Regions from separate parts of the Mus musculus genome. Here all the other regions are linked to region 6. Evidence: chromatin contacts called from public ChIA-PET and promoter capture Hi-C data. All regions are on one chromosome and are shown on one strand. The core of a region is the stretch at or near the end of the contact, and the rest is flanking DNA. Distances in the headings are between cores, read along the strand shown. Region 1 holds the start of Crybg2 (crystallin beta-gamma domain containing 2). Region 2 holds the start of Sh3bgrl3 (SH3 domain binding glutamic acid-rich protein-like 3). Region 3 overlaps Cep85 (centrosomal protein 85). Region 4 holds the start of Ahdc1 (AT hook, DNA binding motif, containing 1). Region 5 holds the start of Fam76a (family with sequence similarity 76, member A). Region 6 holds the start of Nudc (nudC nuclear distribution protein). Region 7 holds the start of Cd52 (CD52 antigen).

What was found. Promoter capture Hi-C pulls out the DNA fragments that hold promoters and counts their contacts. ChIA-PET counts read pairs in DNA pulled down with a chosen protein or histone mark. Capture Hi-C pulls out chosen DNA fragments and counts their contacts.
Region 1: a promoter capture Hi-C map of liver shows a contact between it and region 6, with 2.2 times the contacts expected there. The contact joins the promoter of Crybg2 here to the promoter of Nudc in region 6. A contact is called at or near these places in 4 of 39 promoter capture datasets (the C10 cell line, hippocampal neurons, liver and 1 more) and 1 of 115 datasets of contacts at active chromatin or transcription factors (pancreatic cancer cells).
Region 2: a promoter capture Hi-C map of pre-B cells shows a contact between it and region 6, with 2.7 times the contacts expected there. The contact joins the promoter of Sh3bgrl3 here to the promoter of Nudc in region 6. A contact is called at or near these places in 7 of 39 promoter capture datasets (the 3T3-L1 cell line, cranial neural crest, fetal liver and 4 more) and 2 of 115 datasets of contacts at active chromatin or transcription factors (double positive thymocytes and large pre-B cells).
Region 3: a contact with region 6 is called in a promoter capture Hi-C map of liver, with 2.3 times the contacts expected there. The contact joins the enhancer-like site here to the promoter of Nudc in region 6. A contact is called at or near these places in 5 of 39 promoter capture datasets (3T3-L1-derived adipocytes, liver, neutrophils and 1 more) and 1 of 115 datasets of contacts at active chromatin or transcription factors (large pre-B cells).
Region 4: a promoter capture Hi-C map of neutrophils shows a contact between it and region 6, with 2.7 times the contacts expected there. The contact joins the promoter of Ahdc1 here to the promoter of Nudc in region 6. A contact is called at or near these places in 8 of 39 promoter capture datasets (HPC-7-derived erythroid cells, the SN4741 cell line, hippocampal neurons and 4 more).
Region 5: a promoter capture Hi-C map of liver shows a contact between it and region 6, with 2.1 times the contacts expected there. The contact joins the promoter of Fam76a here to the promoter of Nudc in region 6. A contact is called at or near these places in 3 of 39 promoter capture datasets (hippocampal neurons, neutrophils and pre-B cells) and 1 of 9 other capture datasets (liver).
Region 7: a contact with region 6 is called in an RNA polymerase II ChIA-PET map of memory CD8 T cells, with 30 read pairs. The contact joins the promoter of Cd52 here to the promoter of Nudc in region 6. A contact is called at or near these places in 5 of 39 promoter capture datasets (the HPC-7 cell line, cranial neural crest, frontonasal cranial neural crest and 2 more) and 2 of 115 datasets of contacts at active chromatin or transcription factors (bone marrow-derived macrophages and memory CD8 T cells).

Annotation. Positions count from the first base shown.
Region 1 is chr4:134,066,915-134,070,153 of GRCm38.p6, forward strand. Crybg2 (crystallin beta-gamma domain containing 2) reads left to right here and starts at 1,538. Exons shown (of 20, transcript NM_001162970.1): 1 at 1,538-1,622.
Region 2 is chr4:134,126,871-134,130,403 of GRCm38.p6, forward strand. Sh3bgrl3 (SH3 domain binding glutamic acid-rich protein-like 3) reads right to left here and starts at 1,863. Exons shown (of 3, transcript NM_080559.2): 1 at 1,746-1,863; 2 at 1,048-1,215; 3 at 536-936. The coding sequence starts at 1,793. The coding sequence ends at 871. Cep85 (centrosomal protein 85) reads right to left here. Exons shown (of 14, transcript NM_144527.3): 14 at 2,988-3,533.
Region 3 is chr4:134,164,289-134,167,402 of GRCm38.p6, forward strand. Cep85 (centrosomal protein 85) reads right to left here. Exons shown (of 14, transcript NM_144527.3): 3 at 3,001-3,114. Among named protein-coding and RNA genes, the nearest start is that of Cep85, 21 kb to the right of the region's middle. Within about 2 kb of position 1,398, at least 52 of the 459 cell types and tissues checked have an H3K27ac peak or open chromatin away from gene starts, as enhancers often do. A contact at or near this core is called in liver, where this site is marked.
Region 4 is chr4:133,009,898-133,012,968 of GRCm38.p6, forward strand. It overlaps Ahdc1 (AT hook, DNA binding motif, containing 1), which reads left to right and starts at 1,609. Exons shown (of 7, transcript NM_146155.3): 1 at 1,609-1,626; 2 at 2,293-2,390.
Region 5 is chr4:132,921,031-132,924,221 of GRCm38.p6, forward strand. It overlaps Fam76a (family with sequence similarity 76, member A), which reads right to left and starts at 1,521. Exons shown (of 9, transcript NM_145553.2): 1 at 1,328-1,521. The coding sequence starts at 1,408.
Region 6 is chr4:133,543,938-133,547,283 of GRCm38.p6, forward strand. Nudc (nudC nuclear distribution protein) reads right to left here and starts at 2,090. Exons shown (of 8, transcript NM_010948.3): 1 at 1,868-2,090. The coding sequence starts at 1,948.
Region 7 is chr4:134,093,778-134,097,059 of GRCm38.p6, forward strand. Cd52 (CD52 antigen) reads right to left here and starts at 1,296. Exons shown (of 2, transcript NM_013706.2): 1 at 1,157-1,296; 2 at 1-123. The coding sequence starts at 1,207.

The DNA of each region.
Region 1 (3,239 bases), core at 288-2,787, 520 kb after region 6:
GGAGCTAACCTTCCCATCAACCCCAGCTAACGAGAGCAGGAGACTGAGGCTCCGCAAGAGTAAGTCACTTGCCCAAAGCCAACCAGCCAGTCAGAATTCAAACCCAGGTCTGTCTACACCCTAGCCACCTCCCCAAACCCCCTAAGGCTGCACACCTTGCAAAGAGGTCTCTTTGGCCCTGTGCAGAGCACAGGGTAACTTGTGGTTGCTGTGTGGAACATACTATGGATCTAAAAGCACCCTTAACAAAGCCAAAGCAAGGAGGTCCAGGTAGGGGTTGGTGTGCCAGTTCTGTGCCTAGGGAGGAGGACACGGGTGATCCAAACTGGCCCTGAGAGCTGCCAGGGTACCCCAGCATAGGAAGGCAGTCTGTACAAGGACGAGGGGGTGGAAAGTGAGCTGGTTTTAGAAGCAGATGGGAAACAGGCAGGAGGGTGAGGTGGGGGACATGGGGTTCTGGTTGATTGGGGTCTAGGTGAATACAGCCTGGAGTTGGAATGTAGGAGGTCCCTAGAGAGGAAGGAGGTGACTCTCAGGGACACTGTCCTTCTGGACCCACTCTCTGCTGGAGGGTTCTTTAAGCAGGTTTGACTAATGTGGGGAAAAGGGCAGAGTACAGCCGGGTAGCACGCGGGAATGTGTGAGCTCTGCGTGCACCAAGTACAGGTTCCTATTCAAGGGCAGATGGATTGCAAAGCAGAGAGAGCTTGTTTGTTGGCTGTGAGCTGAATGGGTGTGTTCCGGAGATACGTGCATACATGTGCTGTGGTGCCTGTGTGTTCTGTAGTGGAGCGTGTGGCTTGCACGCCTACAGAGCCCCTGTGTGTTTGTGTCTCTTGGTGTGTGACCATGTGTGTGTGTTGCTGTGTGTTCCTGGCTGCGTTTGTCTAGGCGGGTATCTCTGTATTTCTGTGCTGTGTGATGTGGTGGGTCTTCGACTCTGTGAATGCCTGTCTGATGCGCCATGTGTTTGGCAGCATGTGGGCCTGTGGACTGGTTTGGCCTAGTTTGGGGGTGACTCACAGGTAAGCGGGGAGAATCCCAGGACTTGTTGGGTTAGCTGAGATTTTTTTCCCACGCTCCCCCCACACCCCCCTCAGCCTCTCCCTTCCCATACCCACACACCTTGCTTAGAGGTCACAGGTCACCTTGCTAGCAAATCCACTTGTAGACGTGGAGAAGAGAGGGCTCTTGGAACAGGCCCTTGTGTTTGCAGGGGTGGTAGCTAGGTTACTGGGGTGTGTCTCCAGACAAAGGCAAAAGTGGGGAGCTATAGGCAGGCACATTCCAACACACATGAAAAACATCTTAGCCATCTTGACTGTCTAGGGATGGGACATGTGAACTGTCAGGAGGTGACCTCCCTGTCCCTAGAAGTATTCAAGCAGAAGCTATGACCACATGCTTAAGGAATGAATGGCCATCAGGGGGTGTTGTCCCTGGGTTGGGCTGGGCCTAGAATGGCATGGAGCTGATTGCTGGGACGTCATCAATACAACCCTGTGCGGACTGCCTTCCTTCAGTTTCCCCCAAGCTGTTTCCCTGTGGCCTTGCTGAAGCCCATGGGACCTTCCAAACATCTGACTCCTGGGATATCAGCTTCTTAAGAAAGCTAGCCTTGGGTGAGTCTGGCCAGGACTTGGCACTTGGCCCCAAATAATTAGCACTGAATGAATGAATGAGTGAACAAATCGGTTAGAGCTCAAGCTTTGTCGCTTGCCGCCAATGACGAGCGATCTGGGGGGATGAAGACAGGGGACTCTGTGAGGAGGAGGCTACTTATGTGGTGCTGAGTAAGGGACAAAGTGGGGGATCCCAGGGGAGAGAACACAGCTTCAGTGAGGGTGGCAGGGTCGGGCTGTTGTAAGGAGCTGAGTTTGAGCCTAGGGTGTCCATGTGTGTCTGCTCTCAACTGACCCTGGCTAAGGAAGTCTTGGGGGTCATCCAGGACTCCCCATCCTTATTCACAGGCTGTCAGAGGCCCCACAAACTCTATCCCAGACACTGGTAACAACCAGCAGTGGTCCTGGAGTTGAGTCAGACATCTGTGGGCCTCAGGCCCTTTCATCTATGCCCCCTTATAAAACCTGAGTCACTGCTGGGCCACAGGGCAGGTCAAAGTTCTGTTTCTTCCAGTTTCTTAGGAAGGAGGGAGGTAGGGAGTGGGGAGAGAATTAGGGCAGTGGGCCTATGTCTCACTCTGGGTATAGCTGTTGGGGGCTAGGTGAGCAGGGTCTTTGGGGTCCCTAGGTCTGAAAACAGCCTTGCTATGTCATACTTGGAGATATAAGCAAGGATTGCTCCTTAAGGTCTGAAGTGAACCCCAGGGCTGAGAGGTCCCCCAGTTGGTAGAGGGTTTGCCTAGCACCTCTGAAGCCCTAGGTTACATTCCAGAGCTGGGAAAAGGAAGGGTTGGGCATGCCTATCATCTGACCATTCAGAGGAAGTAGAGGCTAGAGAATCAGAGTTCAAGGTCACGGCTAGGGAGTGGACAAAGGTTGTCTGCAGTCAAACCTGACTACTCAGTCTTCTCAACCCACATGGTGGAAGGGGACAACCCACAAGCTGTCCTCACGTGCATCGTGGGACACACACACACACACACGAGTATCCACATACATGTGCACACACATGCACACATGCAGGAATGTGCACACACATACAGGCACACACACTCACCAAATGTAACTTAAGAAAAAAAAACAAGTTCAAGACCCTCTTTGGGAACAGAGAGTTCAAAGCCGCACTGGTCCACATGAGGCCCTGTCTCAAACAAATGAGCAAACCCTGGGGGGAACCCCAGTCAGCCATGCTAGTATATGCATATAATCCCAGCCCTCTGCTTGGGAAGGTGAGAACGAAGACTTGTTTTGAGTTGGAGCCCACAGTGGGCTACATAAATGCTATCAGGCCAGCCAGAGTTACATAGCAAAATGCTATCTCAGAACATCAAAAAGAGGGGCAGGCGTGGTGGTGCAAGCCTTTAATCTCAGTACTTGGGAGGCAGATTCAGGTAGAGATCTCTTGTGAGTTCGAAGTCAGCCTGGTCTACATAGTGAGCTCCAGGACAGCCAGGACTACAAAATGAGACTCTCCCTGAAAGTATAAAAGCAAACAAGTAAATATTAAAAAAAATTTATAGAGTAGCCATCAAAACACAGACTCGGTTTACCAGATAAATATGTAAACCTATATAAACATTTATATGGGGAGTTTGGAATGTGGCTAAGCTCTGAGGT
Region 2 (3,533 bases), core at 613-3,112, 580 kb after region 6:
GGCATAGCCACTGACTCTTTGTCCCCTGGGTTCCTGTTCTCCAAGTTGTACTAAGTGAATCCAGTGGAGGGAGTGGCCAGCCCTAGCTGGGCTGACATTCTCTGTCTCAGCTGGGTCAGGGGAGCCTCAATGGGGGCGAGGCCTCTGAAGACAACCAGATGCATGTAGATCCACAAGCTCACATGGATACTTTCTCCAGAGTGTGCACAAAACCAGTGCCACAACTACCCCCATGGACCCAATCTAATACTGCTGCAGCTGTACACGCCCCCATCACCCCCCTACACTGAATCAGTCAGCTCCAACACGGGAGGCAGCCCGGGGGCAGCCACCCTCAGGCAGGCAGGCAGGCAGACAGCAGAACCTACATGGGAAACAGGGTGACTCAGCCATCATGGTCATGTGCTGCCAGCCAGCCATGTGTTCCACACACATACACACATGCACACGCACACGCAGCGGCAGCCCTGGGACAGTCCAAACACCACCAGAACTATCTGCCTCTGCCAGGCAGGGACCCGGACACCACAAGCAGTCAGCACCAGAGGAATGGACATTTAATTGTCTCTAGGGCACTCCTAGGATGGGGATGCGGGGCCTTTGGCAGAGCTCTGGCTGATGGAAGCAACAGAAATGCTCATCAGACAGGGCCAGGCAGAGAGGATGCCCCAAGGTGTGGCTGGGGACAGCCATCGTCAGGGCTTAAGACAATCTTTTGAGACTAGTTGGTGAATAAGGAATGTTGCCTCTGGAGGAAGAGGAGGCGGCTGCGGAAAGGGTCTGGGTCTGGGTTTGCAGATTAGGACGACAAGGAGTTGGTTACAAGGCCTGGTGAAGAGCTAGCTGGATAGGATCGGTGGCCATCCTGACTCAGGCCAGCTTCAGGAACTCCTGCAGTGTGTCCTGCTCCACGGCCTCCACGAAGAGTTCATAGTCCTGAGGAAGGGAGGCAGTCACCTGAGTCGAGGTGCAGGGCACCCCAGTTGTTTGCCCAGGTCTGACCCTGGCTGCAGTCCTCCAACACCTCCCAGAACCCAAACCCCATACCCCACAGTAGTGGTTCCCGTTGACAATCTGAGGTGGGGTAGCTTTGGGGTTGCCAGCCAAGGTTCGCATCTCATCTCGAAGGGCGTTGTCCTGGGAGATGTCCACTAGCTGGTATTGGATCCTCTTCCCATCTAGGATGCGGGTCACCTCACTCTGCTGGGACTTGATCTAGGGGCGGAGGATTGACAGGGTTGGCAGGCAAGCTGAAGGATTTGTGGGAGGAATTCCTTCGGGTGTGAGCAACAGCTTCTATCCTGCCCACTCTGAGGGGAGGTTCTGGCCACTAAGGGATGGGAAGGGTCCAAGGATAGACAGGTAAACTACTAGAGTTTCAGAAAGAAGACGGGCAAGTTCTGTGCATGACAGGGAAGCTAGACTCGGCGAGGGGCAGGCCCTCTCTACAAGACACATCTCCTCCTCCACAGCCGCACAGTGGAGAGGAAGCGGGATTAAAGCGGTCGGGGGTTGGTGCAAGAGAATGGATGGCCCTATACTGGGGGAATGAGCGTGGGCAGCTCACGCTGGGGATGCCGAGGGGCCCTTGGTGCGGGGGTTCAGGCTGGGCCCAGCCCTTGGACCAGACCTGGGAGGCCATACCCCGCACCTCACTGCTTCCATCGTGGGGGCGGCTCCCGGGCGCTGGTCGGAGCACAGAGACGGCCCACCCTCTCCGGGCGCCGGCCCAGGCACACACTTACTTCTCGGGAGCCGGTGACCGACGTGCTGTAGACGCGCAGGCCACTCATGCTGCAGGCGGGGGACACAGACCAACTGAGGGACGGTGGGAGCGGCAGCTGCACGGCTAGGAACTACGCTGCCGCCGCCGCGCTTGGGAGCGGTTTCCTTCCTGCTCCGCCCGCGAGTCACTGCTCTCGGGACCAATGAGCTGCGCAGGCGGGTAAGGCGGGGCCTGCATGACCCCGCCCTGCTCCGTGGCCTGGAGCCGGGAGGACCCCTGTCCTCTGCAGCTACTTGGCTCCCCCACTTCCCCCTCAGCCCCATGCTGGGGACCGGCTAAAAGGCAGAAAAAGCTGGGAAGGCAGGCGGACCGGTTCAGTTAAAAGCTTTCCCCAGTCTACCCGGGTTGTGTACATTCAGTGGCCAAAGCAGTGCCACCCAGGTCTCCCGGTCTCTTAATAGCACAGCTCAGTATGGAACTTTGGAAGGCGGGTCAGTTCGCAAGCTTAGACAGCAAGGGCCGGGGGGAAAGCTGTGGTGGGGCGCTGGAGGGCGGGGAGGGCCAGTGCAGCCAGGACATTTTCTCTAAAGCACCTCTCCACTCAAACAGGCTCAGACAAGAAAGGGGTGGTGGCTGTAAGCGAGGGGGTGGGGGAGCGGCTCACACCCTTCAGGAGCCAGGGGGAGGAAGTAGGCTGCGGGACAGCGAGCGTGCTAGTGTGCGGAGTCAAAGGCTGGTGCCCCGACTTAACCTGGCTTGCACTGGCCCTTGGCACAGCTATTTTTGGGGTGATCCCAACTTAACTCTACCTTTACATTGCAAATGACACCCCACATCTTTGAACTTTAAGAATTCAGCTAATGAGATGGAAGAGAGTCCAGCACCCATTCCAACTGTGGATCAAGCTCTGTCAGGTTCACTATAGGCCCCAAGAGTAGACCTGGGGCTACATAAATAATGGCGCAGGAACAACACAATTCTGCTGCCTGCTGAGGCAAACTGCCTGTCTGCTTCTGGGGAAGTCATTTCCTCAAAGCCACAGAAACCCAGAAGCTGCTGACCTCTGAGAGGTGTGCAACTTTGTAGTGACAACTGGCGGCGGTTGCTCTCTGCAACACAGGAGTGTGGGCAGAGACTAATCTGTCGCCACCCAGAGCAGAAGTGGGAAGACTGAGCCTCCACACTGGATCTGCCTAAACTCACTTCAAAAGAGTCACAGGCAGGCTGGCAGGGGACGCTGGGAGGCACTAGGAAACCGGAGTGTTTGTTAAATGTTTTATTCTGTAATCAAAATAGGCAATACAAACCAGTCGACTTAACAAAGAGTCATATAAATAACTTTATAAACTTTACGAAGAAAAATACCCGTGAGCATGGAGGCTGGGCTCCCGATAACAGGGTGGAAACCAACCAGGAAGCTCTGTTTTAAGGAGGCAGCAGCCCGGAGGCTGAGGGGATGGTCAGCTGGGTGTGATTACTCTGAAAGGTAAGCCACTCCATAAGAAAACATAAACTTGTTAAAACACTGGCAAAGCGGCCCCTCAGGCCCTGGAGGTCCATGGTGCTGTTAACAGCCCCAAGGCTTAGCAGAAGTCCTGTCTGCACCCCCACAACTACTTTACTCCTCATACATACAGGGCCCTTGGATCCAAACTAGAGGAGGTTGAGGGCTGGCCAAATAACCAGATACAACTGAGACGATCCCTAAATTGGGAGGCAAGAAAAACCAGAAAGCTAAGGCTCAAAGGCCTTAGAGAAACACAAAACACCAGAAAACACTCAACACTTTTTTTTTATCTTAGGTGCT
Region 3 (3,114 bases), core at 148-2,647, 620 kb after region 6:
CTGAATAATACTAGGACAAGGGCCAAACAGGATATCGGTGGTCAAGCGCCTGGGCCCCGGCTCAGGGCCAAGAACAGATGGTACCCAGATAAAGCGGAACCAGCAACAGTTTCTGAAAAAGTCCCACCTCAGTTTCAGGTTCCCCAAATGACCAGGAAATACCCCAAGCCTTGATTTGAACTAACCACTCAGCTCGCTTCTCGCTTCTGTACCCGCGCTTTTTGCTCCCCAGCCCCAGCCCTATAAAAAGGGTAAGAACTCCACACTCGGCGCGCCAGTCCTCCGACAGACTGAGTCGCCCGGGTACCCGTGTTCCCAATAAAGCCTCTTGCTGATTACATCCGAATCGTGGTCTCGCTGATCCTTGGGAGGGTCTCCTCAGATTGATTGACCACCCACCTCGGGGGTCTTTCAAACAGACTTAACATCCTTGTTCTCTTTTAAGTTTTGGAGACAGTGTCATGTAGCCCTGGGGTGGGAGGAATGAGAGATGGTAGAGCCTGAATGAATGGTAGGCAAGTGTTGAGTCCTCTTGGTTGTTTGTTTTATTAGAACACGGACTACAAAGTAACCTAGGTTAACCTCAAACTTAATTGTTTTTAAATTACATTGTAAAAAAAGATAATTGATTATGTGTGTGCATGGGCTCAAACACACCACAGTGCACCTATAGGAGGCTAGAGGACAGGTAACTTCTGGGACTTGGTGTTCTCCCAACGGGAGAGTTTTACAGAGACAGGTTCGAGAGAGAACAAACTAGACACAGGTGAAGAATGGGCCAGAGAACGAGAAGGAACAGAAGAGCAGAGCAGCCAAAGTTAGTTTGAGGCCAAGCAGAGCAGTTCAGGAGAAGCAGAGAGACAGAGAAGCCAGATTGAATCAGTTAGTGTGGAGAGGAGATCGAGCCAAAACAGCTGAGCTGAACCAGCCAGTCAGGGCTCGGAAAGAAAAAGAAAGGGTGAACTTATTCCGCAGTAAGTCTCAGAGGCTGAAAACAATCTAGGCTTAGATAAGATTACAGGAGGCTAGAAGCTTCCAGGGCAAAGCCAAGGTTAGCAGACGGAGGCAGTACACTTCTGAGACAACAATTCCCAATAGGAGAATAAAAGCTACTTTTACCTCCTACCATTCCTGTTTCATTATATTTTTTTAATTACAAGATGGCATGGTGACACACTCCTGTCATACAAGTACTTGGGAGATGGAAGCAGGAAATCAACTTATTCCTGACTACACAGCAAGTTCAAAGACAGACTGGTCTATATAAGACACTGTCCCAAAACCAAAAAATAATATACACACTTAAAAAACAGACTTATTTTATTCACATGAGTATTTTGTCTACATGTATGCATGTGCACAATACTGAAGTTACAAACTATTGTGAGCTACCTGAAGTGGGAGCTAGAAATTAAACTTGGCTCCTTTACAAGAGCAACAAGTGCTTTTAACTGATAAGCTATCACTCCAGCCCCATAAATAGTAATTTTTTGTTTGTTTTTATGAGAAAGAGTCTCACTATGTAGCTTTGGCTGTCCTAAACTCAGACCAGGCTGGCCTTGAATTCAGAGATCTATCTGCCTCTGCTTCCCAAGTGCTGGAACTAAAGGCATATACCACTATGTCTGGCCCCATAAATAGTAATTATTATCATTAGATCTTCTGCCCTCTAGGCCCCATTTAAATGCCTTGTAAAGTACTTATGGGTAATTGGTACATGTGTGCAAAAGCAAGTGGCAGAGACATTAGAGATACAAAAATAAAAAAATAGAGGTTATATGGAAGGAGCTCAGTAAAGGAGAGGGCACGGGGAAAGCCTTGTGGGACTACTAGAGCATGCATAATAGTACAAGTGGACTAGCTAGCAGATAGATGAAGATGGGAATAGTACAAACGGGCCTAGATTAACAATGGAAAAAGGGCCATTGACGAAAAACACTATGCCAGGGCTATGTCTGAATGGTAGGACACCTGGAGCATGTGTGAGGCCCAGGGTTCAACCTCAAGAACCACAGAACCAAGAACAAAGAACAGGTGTGTACACACACCATAGTAAGACAGAAAATTTGGTGATATTAAGAAATAAGCTTAGGGGCTGGTGAGATGGCTCAGTGGGTAAGAGCACTGACTGTTCTTCCAAAGGTCCTGAGTTTAAATCCCAGTAACCACATGGTGACTCACAACCACCCATAATGAGATCTGACGCCCTTTTCTGGTATGTCTGAAGACAGCTACAGTGTACTTATGTATAATAAATAAAATAAATCTAAAAAAAAAAAAAAGAAAGAAATAAGCTTGGGGCTGGAGAGATGGCTCAGCAGGTAAGAGCACTGACTGCTCTTCTGAAGGTCTTGAGTTCAAATCCCAGCAACCACATGGTGGCTCACAACCACCCATAATGAGATCTGACGCCCTCTTCTGGTGTGTCTGAAGTCAGCCAGTGTACTTACATATAATAAATAAATCTTTGGGCCTGAGCGAGCAGAGTTGATCGGAGCGAGCAAGCAGAGGTCCTAAAAATTCAGTTCCCAACAACCACATGAAGGCTCATAACTTTCTGTACAGCTACAGTGTACTCACATACATAAAATAAATAAATAAGTCTTAAAAAAGAAAGAAAAAAAAAGAAGCTTGGAAAGAAAGAGAGAAAGAAAGACAGACAGAAAGAAGTAAGCGAGCTTGGACTGGAGAGATGGCTCAGAGGTTAAGAGCACTGACTGCTCTTACAGAGGTCCTGAGTTCAATTCCCACCAAGAACATGGTGGCTCACAACCATCTGTAACGGGATCTGGTGCCCTCTTCAGGCATGTAGGCACATATGCAGGCACAACACTATACATAATAAATAAATAAATAAATATGCTTGAGATTATTTATGGTTATTCAGATTCCATGACTGAATAGCCTGTCCTTACAATCAGTCTGTAAATGACAATCTATGTGGAATTCAAATGGACAATGGCAGTGCATGCTGACAGTCAAATCGGGAATCAAGCTTACCCTCTGCAATGTCTGAGCATGATGTCCCAATGGCTGTGTCCCCACTGTCAGCAATGCTTGAGCAGCGGCTGAAGCGGCTCCGAAAGGTCTCTGAGATAACTGGTGTCTGCCACT
Region 4 (3,071 bases), core at 359-2,858, 530 kb before region 6:
TATTAATGCCCGTTCTTATCATAATCAGTTCTTGGGGTTACTTTGTCTGCAAGCGAAGTGGCCCCTAGACAGAGGCCTCTCCAGCTGGCCACATGTGCCACGATGCCACATCAGTGGGTGTGCTTTTTAGAGCCTCCCCTGTTACTTGCTTTCTGGAAAAGTTTCAATTGCTCTATAGGTAGGGACTGGGAGAGATGGAGGGATGGTGAAGGTGGTGTGGATGTGTTGTTAGCATAATGTCACCATCTAAACATGTGTTGACTAGCAATTACCCTGCAAGAGCAAAGAAGGCATCAGAAGCAGGTGGATCAGGGAGTAAAGGCATTGCTAGAGAAGCTTAGGACATGGGGCAAGATGGACTAAGTTGGCAGACATTGGCCAAAGGAATGTCAGACACAGTCATGAGTTGGGATCAGCTCAGAAGCAGTCAATAGACAAGTAGCAGGGCAGTGATCACTGCATCACTCATCTGTTTCTTCTGCAAACCTTATCTACCTTAGTGCCAAGGGAGGACACATAGACACAGGGAAGAAAGATCAACAGTAAAGGATGGCGGGGACGCGGGGGGGGGGGGGTGGAGTAGAGGGAATCACCACTCTGTTACCGCCCAAGGGTTAAGGAAGGAAGGAAGCTTTGAAATTATCCAGATGCTGAATCTACCACTTTCTAATCGGGACACCTGGGCTCCGGAACTCTTATATCTAAAATAGAAATAAGGTCTCGTAGGGTTTTTTCTGCAAGGCTCCAAGGACCCCGTGCTGCCCGGGTGCTCAGTAAATGGCAGCCGCGGCAATTCTCCTTTCAGAGCTGTCCAGCCACCTCCCTGGGGGTAACAAAGCCTTCCTCAGAGGCGCACATTCCCATCTGTGGGATAGGCAAGGCAGGGGGCCCAGAGCCAGGGGCTGGAGAACAGATGTGACCTGAAGAGGAGGTAGGTGAAAGTGCTGCGCCCAACCCCCACGCCGCAGCAGGCGCTGGAGAACTGTTGAATTCCGCTCACAAACAATTGTTCAAATTCAGAAGGCATGGTATCTACACTTTGTCCAGAATTTTTTGCGCCCTCGCCGCCCGTGGACGACAATAAAAAGTAGGCGCTGGAAGAACTAAATCCAGGGCTGAGTTTGAGGCGAAGGGCCACGAAATGCGGAGGAGACTGTAGCGTTTCCAGAGCGGCTTTCTTGCCAAACGCCTCTTCTGATAGGAAAAACGTCCCCAAATTGAAAGTGTAGGTCCTCTCGTCTCTCCATGGGCCCTCTCAACGTGTTTGGGACACCCCAGAAAGTCGCAGCCCTTTTGGCTCATCCTCTGATGCCCGATTCCACTCATTTTATTCTCAGACCCCGCCCCTGCGCTACCACCCGCAACCTTGGCGCAGCCAGAGCCCCGAGTAGGGGCCTCGGAACGCCCGGAATGTTCCTAACCCTTGAGGAGGATCAGCAGTCCTAGATAAAACGGGATTCATCCGGGCCAGGGATACTCCGGCATAGGGTCCGCTCCGGGCCGCGCCGTCGGAGCAGCCGGAGTGGCCCCGCCCGCACAGCGCGCGGAGCGGCCGAACAGGGACTACAAGTCCCGGCGTGCTCTGCGCGCGCTCCCCCCTGGGGTTCCGGATGGTGAGCAGCGAAGGTAAGGCGAGCTCGCAGAGGCAACGGCGGCGGCGGCGGAGACGGAGAGAGGCAGGCAGGCAGGCAGGGCGAGGGCGAGAGACGGAGGGAGGGAGCGAGCGAGGCAGACCAGACAGACAGACAGGCGGGCGGGCGGGCCGAGCGAGCCACCCGCCAGGCTGCGCTCAGCCCCGCTCGCAGCGGAGAGAGCAGAAGGCAGGAGGAGGGAGGGGAGGAGGGAGGAGGGAGGGAGAGAGGGAATCCAGCTACCACCACCCAAAGCCAGCGTCTGCTTTCTGTCCTCATTTCCTTTTCCCACCCAGCTCGGAGAGCAGAGAAAGGCAGAGAGAGAGAGAGAAATAGAGACAGGCAGACAAACAGACAGACAGACAGAGCGGGAGGGAGGAGGGCGGCGGAGGAGGAGCAGGAGGACTACGCGGGGCGTCTTCCCTCCCAGGTTTGCAATTGGGGGGTTGGGGCGGGGGTGTCCAGGGCTGTGAGAGTGTGTGAGCGGCTGGGGAAGCGAGTGGGGCGCAGATAGCGAAGGAGTAATCGTGGTGGGGGGGACGCCGCGGGAGCGGGGGGCCGTGTCCAGCGGAGTTAGCGGCGGAGAATGTGAGCCGAGGCGCGAGCCATGCTGTCAGCGACGGCAGGCGGCTCAGGGCTCCTCTACGACTCCTCTTCCCAGCAGCCGGGCGCCCGTGTCGCTGCCGCCGGCGGAAGATAGACGCCCCCCGAAACCCCTCGCCTGGCTCGGACCCACGGAGCCGGCAGCCCAGCACTCCGGTAAGTAGCGCCTCCTGCCCAGCAATAGACGCGGTTGGGGACCGGCCGGCCAGGCTCTTTTGTGCAGCGCACTGTGGGGGGGCCCAGCGCCCCCAGTCCGGTCCGCCGGACCCCGTGGCTGCGGTGCCCGCGGTGCGATCGGTCTTTGTTTCCACCGGGGCCCGCGGCTCGGCTGGGCTCGGCTCGAAGCCTGGCAGGCAGCGCCGGGAAGGGGGAGGGGGAGGTGGACGGGGAGGGGGGGCGGGGAGGGGGGGTTCTCGGGTTTCCTGGCCGCCCCGCGGCTCCCCCGGCTCGGGGGCGAGGTGCGCGCCCAGAGCTGCCGCGCACCCCCTCCTCCTCCCCCTCCCTCCGCCTTTGGATTTAAAACTGCAATTTGCTCTCCAGCTTGCTGAGAATGTGGGGGGGGGGATGTAGGGGGACCGTGGGAGCGGAGAACAAGGCTGGATTTTAGGATAGGCGCTGGGAAAAGGGGAGACTGCGGAGGGAGGAGCCCCTCCCCTCCAGCCCCCAAATCCCAAGGTTCCGTTGGCGCTCTGGGAGTTGAGGGGCGGGGACCTAATGACCCGGAGGGGGTGTGGGGCGGAGGAGGGATTTGGGGGCGGCCTGGCCAGAGGGGTTGGGCCGCGTGCCCGGTTACCTGGCGAACAAAGTCGGCTCACTTTTGCATAAATAAATAAATAA
Region 5 (3,191 bases), core at 271-2,770, 620 kb before region 6:
GTTAGCTCTCTAGGTAAGAGTCCAGCTGGTCCGTCTGCTGTTGTGGGATAATGAGAAGGATCACTTGTGATACGAAGGCAAAAGATTAAAGCTGTCTTGTTTATTGAACTTCCTTTAAAAAAAAAAAAAAAAAAAAAAAAGAGCCGGGAGGTGGTGGCACATGCCTTTAATCCCAGCACTCAGGAGGCCGAGTTCAGGATTTTCTGAGTTCGAGGCCTGCCTGGTCTACAAAGTGAGTTTCAGGACAGCCAGGGCTATACAGAGAAACCCTGTCTTGGAAAAACAAAAAACAAAAATAACAACAAAGAATCATACAGCCTTAGACTGAGCAACAGTACACGACTTTAATCCCAGCGTTTGGAAGACAGAGGCAGTCAGATAGATCTCTGAGAGTTCAAAGACAGCCAGAGCTACAAGTTATATGACCCTGCCTCGGAAACAAACAAGAAAAATGTTTAGATCAAAGTTTTTATGTCCAAGGGGGCCTTCAAACACTATCTTTCGGACTCAGTAAACCCAAGTGGCTTAAGGAAAGTATGTGGGCATCTTTTTGGGGGGACGCGGGGAGGTGAACTACACACAGCGGACGGACACAGACACACATTCTGTATCTGAAATATCTGAGGATCTGTCAACGGCAACTCTGCACGAGCTTGCCGACTTAACTGTTGCTCTCTTGAACCGACGAGGTGGGAGGAAGTTATATATAAAAACGCTGGCATTTCAGGGGTTAAAAAATGCTTAGGATGAGGAGGAAGGCTACCAATTAGATGCTAAAAAGTCACCCTGTTCGTGTGTGTTCCAAGACACTGTTGGGGTACTTTTTTCATTTTCCCTAATAAAGCCTTGCCACCTCTAACTTTGAGATCGGCTGTAAAGTGCCCACGAAGTGTCCAGAGTTCAAAACACTCCTCACAAGCAGCACCTGATTCCGGGGTTCAATCTCATCCAGGACAAGGGAAATCTCTGGACCGTCATTCTACACTCAAGACGACCACATCAGAAGAGAAGGCGGTCCAAGGAAATCTTCCCGGGGGGCCAGTCGGGGACAAACAGGGGAGCTGTCCCCTCCCGCGACCTCACCAGGTCGGAGAAGAAACCCCAGCCGTTGCTAAGCACCAGGACACGCCGGCTGCCAGGGCCTGGACTCCGCCCGGGGCTCCCACAAGTACCCTGCAGTCCTCTGCGGGCCCGGCTCAGCTCGTCCGCAAAACGGGCCGGCCACACCCTGCCCGAGGGGACCCCGGCAGCCGTCCTCGCTGGACCGAGAGTTCCGAACCGCGCCTGGAGCGTCCCCAGCTCCCGGCCGCCGCCCCAGCCCGCGCACCTTGCACAGCTGCTGCCCCTGAGACAGCGCCTCGAAGGGGAAGCGCTGGTGGCACTTGGTGCAGGCGTACAGCGCCGCCATGTCCGGCCCGGGCCGTGATCGCCGCCGCCCCTCCCGCCGGCCCGCCGCTTTATCTGACAGTCTCAGGCACAACCTGGCGGCGGCGGCCGGGCCGCGGGCTGCGGAGGGCGGGCGGGCGAGGGCGGGCCGCGGGCGCAGGGGCGGGCTCTCCGGTGCTCAGAGGCCGTTCGCTGGCTCGCGTGGACGTCGATCACGCGGGAGGGGGCGGAACGTGGAGTTCCCGACGGCTCTGATTCGGTCCGGGTTGGACTACGCCACTGTGACGCTCGGGGCCGCGATTATGTAAAGCGCAGTCACGCGGGGGCGCCGCCTGAAAAGAGCGTCTTCCGAGTAGGATAGCGGAAGCCCTCGGGCTCCGCCCACCTGCCCGCTGAGGCTCCGCCCTCGCTCCGCCTCTCCGGGGGCTGCGGGAGCATTGGAGCTTCTCGCGATACTCGATGAAGTTGTGATGTTTTGGGTTGCCGTGGAGCTTCCCGCTAGCCGAAGGAGTGTGGGATTGGGGTGACAGTCGGGCAACGTCGGATTCGAACTACGAGACCATCCGGAGTTTAAACCCACTGGCAACCAAGGAGGAAAGTCTATCTTTGGAGCAGGCGGAGGGGAAAAGCAGGATATTAAATGAGTGTCCTCTATGGGCTGGAGAGAAGGCTCCGAATGCTGCTTTTGCAAAGTTTGGTTCCCAGCACCCACATCTGGAGGCTCAGATCGCCTGTAACTCCAGCTGCAGGGCTATCCCTGATGCCTCTTAACTCAGCAGGCACCTGCACTCACGTGCACTTACAAAAGATGGGCAGTTGTAAAATGGTAAAACAGTAGAGACCTGAAGCTAGAATTAAAGGCAATAGGAACACGGTGGCCATGATACTCTTGAGATCGGTTGGCTGTGTGTGTATGGAGGCCATCTGTACATGACCCAAAACCTTTAATACATTTTAGTTTGTGTGTGTGTCTCTGTGTCCCCCTCACTTAATATGGAGCTAATTGATCTGTCCGTTCTAGTGTGTGTGAGACTTAGGGATTGGTTTGATCTCTAGCACTGGAGAAAGAAAAAGAGGTAGGGCATAGGAAGTGAGAGGAAAGAAAGGAATAGAAAATATCGATGATCATTCATACAATAAACCTTTTTTAAAAGTTATTTTTACTTGTAAATGTGTTTGTGGGGCTGGAGAGATGGCTCAGCGCTGACTGTCTTCCAAGGGTCCTAAGTTCAATTCCCAGCAACCACATGGTGGCTCATAACCATCTGTAATGGGGTCTGATGCCCTCTTCTAGTGTGTGTCTGAAGATAGCAACAGTGTACTTACATATAATAATAAATAAATCTTGGGGCTGGAGCCAGCAAGGCTGGAGCCAGCAGAGGTCCTGAGTTCAATTCCCAGCAACCACATGAAGGCTCAGAACCATCTGTTCAGCTACAGTGTACCCCTATACATAAAATAAATAAATAAATCTTTTTTTAAAAATGTGTTTGTGAGTGTGCATGCCTCTGTGTATGTGTGTGTGTGTGAATGCAGTGCCTATCAAGGCTAGATGGAGTCCCCCAGGGCTGGAGTTGCAGGCAGTTTTAAACTGTCTGACATGAATACTGTACAAACAGTATGTAATCTTAACCACTGAGCCATCTCTCCAGACCCTCCTTGAATAACGTGTTAAGTATTTACTATGTGACAATTCTGGCTTATGCACACAATCAATAAGCCAGACATGATCTCTGCCTTTGTTTGGCAAATTAGCCAAAAGGGGCTATGATAAATGAAAAGACAAACCGTAAGTTGAGCATAGC
Region 6 (3,346 bases), core at 840-3,339:
ACCTAGAGAAAAAGACTTCGAAGGTGTGGCAACCAGTTTTATGTGCCTTGACACAAGTTAAAGTCATCAGAGAGGAGGGAACTCCAATTAAGAAACTGCCTCCATTGGATCAGGCTGCGGGCAAGCCTCTAGAGCAGCTTCTTAAGGAGAGATGGATGGAACCCAGCCTATTGGGGGCGGTACCATCCCTGGGCTGATGGTCCTGGGTTCTAGAAAGGCGGAGCAAGCCAGTAAGCAATGCCCCTCTATGGCCTTTGCATCCGCTCCTGCCTCCAGCTCTGGCCCCCCACTACTTTTGATGATGAGCTGTTCTGTGAACCTGTGAGTAAGATAAAGCCTTTCCTCTCATCAAGCTGCTCTTCCTGCTTCATCACAGCAGTGGTCACTCTGACCAAGACAGAATGGAAAGCCATCCCCAGTGACGGGTGGCAGGAGCCCGTCTCCTCGGGGACTTGGGGGCCTGGCTTTGGGTAAACTTGTCACTCTCTGACCCTCAGGTGCTTACAGAATGTAATATCTGGGTTTTCTACCTCTACCAGCTCATCTGCTACACACCCACTGTGTGAACTAGGTCTGGCCATTTAACATCACCTATGGGTTATTTGGGGGTTATTATATTTGTGGGTCTTACTATATATCCCTGATTGGCTTAGAAGTTGCTATACAGACCAGGCTAACCTCTAACTTGTAGCAATTTTCCTGCCTCTTCCTCCCCAGTGCTAGGACTCCAGTCACGCACCATCTTATCCTGACCAGCAAGATGAATCACTGGGTAAAATTGACTGCCTCAAAATCCTAGCAACTCAACCCTAAAAACCCAGATACTGGTGGCAGGAATAAACTGGCCCCTTAAAACTGTCCTGTCACAAACACTACTACTACTACTAATAATAATAATAATAATAATAATAATAATAAATTTCTTTGGTTTTGTTTTTTTTCTGAGACAAGGCTTCTCCGTGTAGCCCAAGCTGTACTAGAACCCATTCTGTAGACTAGGCTGGCCTCAAATTCAAAGATCCACCTGCCTCTGGCTCCTGAGTGCTGGGATTAAAGCAACACCCGGCTCCAAATAATTTTTTAAAGCAAGAAACCCTCAACAAATTCCCCAAATGCAAAGCCTAGTCTCTTCCGTGTCTGCATCCCCAGGACCCAGTCTTATTATGTGTCTGGTACACGACAATGACAAGTACTTAGGTGCTAGGCAGGGTGGCCCATATCCAAGTTCCCGCACTCTGAAGACAGAGGAAGAATAACCCTGATTTGGAAGTCACTTGGTCTATATAGCAAGTTCTGCGTAAGCCAGGGATATAGAGCAAGACCCTGACTCAAGAAAAAAAAACAACAGGAACTGATATTCCTAAGCTTCACCTCACAGACGAGGTAACTGAGGATAAACCAGGAGGGAGCTTAACCTACAGGTCTCCGGCTCACTTCCTCAGTCAGTATACTTTCAAGTATAAAGAGACCACGTGCTAACCGCCCCCCCGGGCTCTCACTACCCTACACAGTATTGATAGGCAGGCTCCACTTTGGGTAAGATGCAGATCATATCGAGAAGAGTCGGCCCAGAGATGCTCTAAAGAGTAACCACCATTAGGGATGCTCTACACAGTAACCATTAAAATGAAAGCAGAAACACCCGTGGAGCGCAGAGTGGGTGCGGAAGCTCTGGGGTCACTCTGGGACAACGAAAACTGCTCTTGGGGGCTAAGTGCAGGGCGCTGACGGCGTTGGAGCGAGACTTCACTCGCGGGCTGGGCAGACCGGAAGCTGGGACGCGGGGACCCGGGGACCCGCGCGGCCGGGGTGGGGGAGGTCTCGGCCGACCGCGGAGAAGGGCTGCGGCGCGGGCCACGTCGTTTACCTCCTGCACGCCGCCCTCGTGCTGCTGCGCCATGGCCAGCAGCATGCCGTCGAAGCGCTCCTCCTCCTGCTCCCCTCCCATCGTGCTGCGCCCCGAGCTCCGCACTCGCGTTCTGCGATGCCCGCGCTCCCCACGGTTCGCGCGGGCCCAACGGCTCCCCTCGCTAGCCTTCCGCAGCGGAGCCGGAAACACGCAGGAGCCGCCCGGCCGTGCGGGTTCGCCCTTCCCGGCTTTCTTCCCGCCTCCCCGCCCATCGGTGCCCATTGAGCTCCCGGAACACAACCCGCTTCTCTGGCCATTGGCTAAGCCGAGGAGCAAATCAACAGTCGCGGTCCCAAGGCAGTGGGCGGGGCTCGCTGCCGCAGAGTTTGGCTTGAGTTGCTATGGTCACCAGATACCTGGGAGCTTTCTAGAAAGCTCTGAGCTCACATCTTAATAGGGCTGGAAGTTTTGATCAAGTGATACTGTTAGCCTTCTCCTCCTACAAGCCGCAGTTAAGACTCAGGAAGAAAGCACTCACCAAAGGGTCAACCTACTAGACGTTTAAGAAAAGAGCACAAAACTGTAGTTTGAGTAGAACAGTTTTACAAACTGTTTGCACTAGGATTAATGCTCTTTCATTACTGTCTGAAAATCCTTAGTTTTTCTGTTTTTTTGTTTGTTTGTTTTGTCGTTGCTGTTGACGGCAGAGGTGATGGCTTGTTTTGTTTTGTTGAGACATGCCCCGTGTATCCAAGGCAAAGACAAACTTGTGTTCCTGGCCTGCCTGCCTTCACTTCCAAGCACTGAGATTGCATGCAGGCTTGTATAGCCTGAAGATTCCCCACCGCCGGCGCGTACATTTATTTATTACTTTGTAAACCTGAGAGTGCTATACTGTTACAAGATTATTACATTAACTTTTCCAGAGAGCCTGGCTATCTCACACCTTGGAATAGGAACTCTTAAGGGTTGAACGTCACTCCCAAAGAGCAGGTTCCTTCTATCAGATTGAGGTCTCTGAGAGCTGGTCTGGGTCATCTCCATGTTAGAAGCTGTGCTGATTAATTTTATATCAACTTGACATTAGAGTCAGCAGAGAGGAGGGTGCCACAATTGAGAAAATGCATCCTTAAGATCCTTCTGTAGGCAAACCTGTAGGGTGTTTTCTTAATTAGTGATTGATGGAGAAGGTCAGCCCACAGTGGGTGGGGCTATCTGTGGGCTAGTGGTCTTGAGTTCTATAAGGAAGCAACACCTTCTATGATCTCTGCATCAGCTCCTGCCTCCAGGTTCCTACCCTGTTTGAGTTTCTATTCTTACTTTCTTCAAAGATGGACTAATATGTGGAAATGTAAGCCAAATAAACCTTTTTCTCCCCAATCTGTTTTTGGTCATAGTATTTCATCACAGCAAAAGAAACCCTAGTACAAGCCAGGCAGTGGTGGCAGGTGCCTTTAATCCCAGCACTTGGGAGGCAGAGACAGGTGGATTTCTGAG
Region 7 (3,282 bases), core at 46-2,545, 550 kb after region 6:
GCAGGCACCCGCATCGATGATGGATGAGGCCCCACTCTTTAAGGGGGTTTTTTTGGTGGAGGTGCTGTTTTTGTTAGTACCAGAAGCGGCCGTAGTGGCTTGTCCCAAGGATCCTGTTTGTATCTGCAAGAGAAGCGCTGCTCAGTAGGATTTGAACCTTCTGTTGAGGGCTCCTGCCCCTTTGTTCCCTTTCTTCAACTCTAGGCTTCCATAAAACTGCCATCAGCCCTGTTGAGATGTTTGGCTTCCCACCTCATCACAGGCAAGGGAAAGGCAGCCCCCATGTTTGTCATTCTTCCACCTCGAAACTTCCCACCACTTTTCAGGCTGCCAGATCCTCCAGCAAAGAGGGAAACAGAAACCCAAATGTGGGCTTCCCCTCCCAGAGCCTCGGTTTCCTCATCTCCTGGTGATCAGAGTCCACCATGGTCCAGAGTATCACACGTGACGGGCCTGAGTAAGGCCCCTGGCAGAGGGTGGGGTGGGGATGGCAGGTGACAAGCTGTCCTTGATGCTTGATCGGGCAGTAACTGAAGTTGCCCTTGATGGTCATCAAACTAGTTTTGGTGGCCATCAAACTGCCTTGATGCATGGTCTAGATGTTCTTGATCAAGAACTTGATGGCTCCATTCCCTGTGCTAATCAGGCCTCTCTGCGTACATAGTGCCACAAAGGATGCCTCCCAGGGTGGCAGTTGATCTGCAGAGTATATGGGAGACTTCTGTCTCTGTATTCCTGCACACCCACAATTCACTATGGCAGGGGCAGGGGACCCTCGGTCACCTATGGCAGTCTATTAGACCTCTCTCCAGCCCTCTCAAAAGGGCCACTTCTGCGGCTCTCCTCATCAGGGCTTCCTCTCCTGATCCAGAATTACCCAGAACCCTCTGAGTAGCTTCACACATCAGACACCTTCTGAGATTTCCCTCTCTGAGGCCAGTCTGATAGCGCCTGTGAGGAGTAGAAACCCAGCCATATAGGCCCTCCTAGATCCCTGGTTTCCAGTTGGCGACCATCTATCTCTGTCCCTGTGGTAGAAGGCAAGGGTCCCCACCACCACCACCGAGAACCTGCATTCCTTCCCCAGAACCTGGACCAAACCATTAAGCTAAGACCTGGTGGTAGCTGCAGTGACTCTAGGAGGAGCTGTCCTTACCTGAATCACAACCAGAAGAATGATAGTGAGGAAGAGGAGGAAGCTCTTCATCCTGAAATCTTCCTGGGCTCTGTAGCAGCTTTGAGAGATGAGTTCAGGACAGTCTGCAGGCCACTTTGAACCTGGCTGCTTTTTCTGCAGAAGAGAAAGGGAGGAGGCGGGAGGAAGGAGGGCCTAGGGGCGGGGAAAGGAGCTTCCTTCTTTCAAACCTGGGGGTGGATGAAACTAGCCTTGAGGTTCCTGTAGATGAGTTGTCAGTTCTCAAAAGAAGCACAGGCAGGGCATACAGAGCAACATGGAGACACGGGGCAGGATGGATGGATGGTTTCCAGGCTTGGAGCCCTGTGTCCTGGGAAGGAATCTTGTTTTCATGATTTGACAACTCAGACCTCAGGCCTGAGGCTGAATTTACAAGTCTTTAACATCCCCCTCAAAAAAAAAAAAAAAAAAAAGTATGCTGCAGTGATAAGCCTTATTTTTTTATCTTTGTATTTTGAGACATGGTCTATGTCACTCTGGATGGGTTTACATTCAAGCTGCTCCTGCCTCAACCTCTGAATTCTGGAATTGCAGCCCTACATCACACTGCTGACTAATCACTTACTTTAAAAAGAGCCAACAAGGGGCAGGAGAGGTGGCTCAGAGATTAAGAGCCCTGGTTGCTCTTCCAGAGGACCCAGGTTCAATTCCCAGCACCCACATGGCAGCTCACAACTGTAACTCCAGTTCCAGGGAGTCCAACACTCTCACACAGACACCCATGCAGGCAAAATATCAATGCATATACAATTAAAAAAATCATTAAAATAAAAAGCATGCCAGCTCTTAGGAGACAGAAGCAGGTGGGTCTCTATGAGTCTGAGGCTAGCCTGGGCTACATAGTGAGTTCCAAGTTCCAAGATTGAACTACATAGTTAAGATTCTGGCTCAGGCTAGGTGTGGTGGCGCACGCCTTTAATCCCAGCAATTGTGAGGCAGAGGCAGGCAGATTTCTGAGTTCGAGGCCAACCTGGTCTACAGAGTCAGTTCCAGGACAGTCAGGGCTACACAGAGAACCCTGTCTCAAAAATAAATAAATAAATAAATAAATAAATAAATAAATAAATAAATAAATAAATAAATAAAAATATTCTGGCTCAAAACAAAAATAAGCCAAAACAACCAAAAAGCCCTGTATATTGATAATGCCTAACTCTAGCAACTGTTATATAAATGGCAATTGTGTTTTGTTTTAAAGATTGAGTCCCTGTAATCCCAGAACTCAGGGTAGAGCCCAGGAGACGATCAAGGGCAGTTATATCTAAATGGTGACTTTGAGGCCAGCCTGGGCTACCTGGGACTCTGTCTGAAAACACACAGGCAAGCAAATGATCAGACAAGAGAAGGGAGCTAAGAGAGTGGAGTGGATGTAGAAGTCGTGGGAAATGGTGGATGGATCCTACCATTGGTTCTATGGAGGCTCAGGACCATTGAGATCCAGGAACCGGTAGCAAGATTTGATTAGTTTTGGGTCTGGCCCCATTTCCTCTGCTCCTCTGCTCTTTATTTTAAGTGAATCATTTTTGGGAAAAAAAAAATCCTTAAAGAAGTGTGTGTGTGTGTGTGTGTGTGTGTGTGTGTGTGTGTATGTGTGTGTGTGTATGTATGTGTGTGTGTGTGTGTGCATATGAGTGTTTCACCTGTGTACACCATGCATATGCCTGGCTCCTGTGAAGGCCAGAGAGGATATCAGATGCGCTAAGAACTGGAGTCACAGCTGTTCATAGGTGATGGTAATCGAACCCGGCTCCTTTGCAAAAGCAGCAAGCGCTCTTAAACCGCTGAGCCATCTCTCCAGTCCTTCCTGAAGTCTCTTAAGACTTGATGTTTTGGAATTTGGGTGAAGAAGTGTCATCCTACTCAGAGAGGCCTGAGAGGGGGCTCTTGGGAAGACAAACAGGTAAACACAGCCCAGCATTCAGGAATTAGAAGGCAGCTATTGATCTCTGCTGTGGGCAGAGCGATGGGAGAGTCCCCAAATCTGTTTGGACAGTGCCCTGCCCTAACTTAGACAAAACAAATCTGTGGTTTTGATACTGGGCAGTAATTATCTCCACTTGGCTGATTGAAAAAAAGTGACTTGGTCC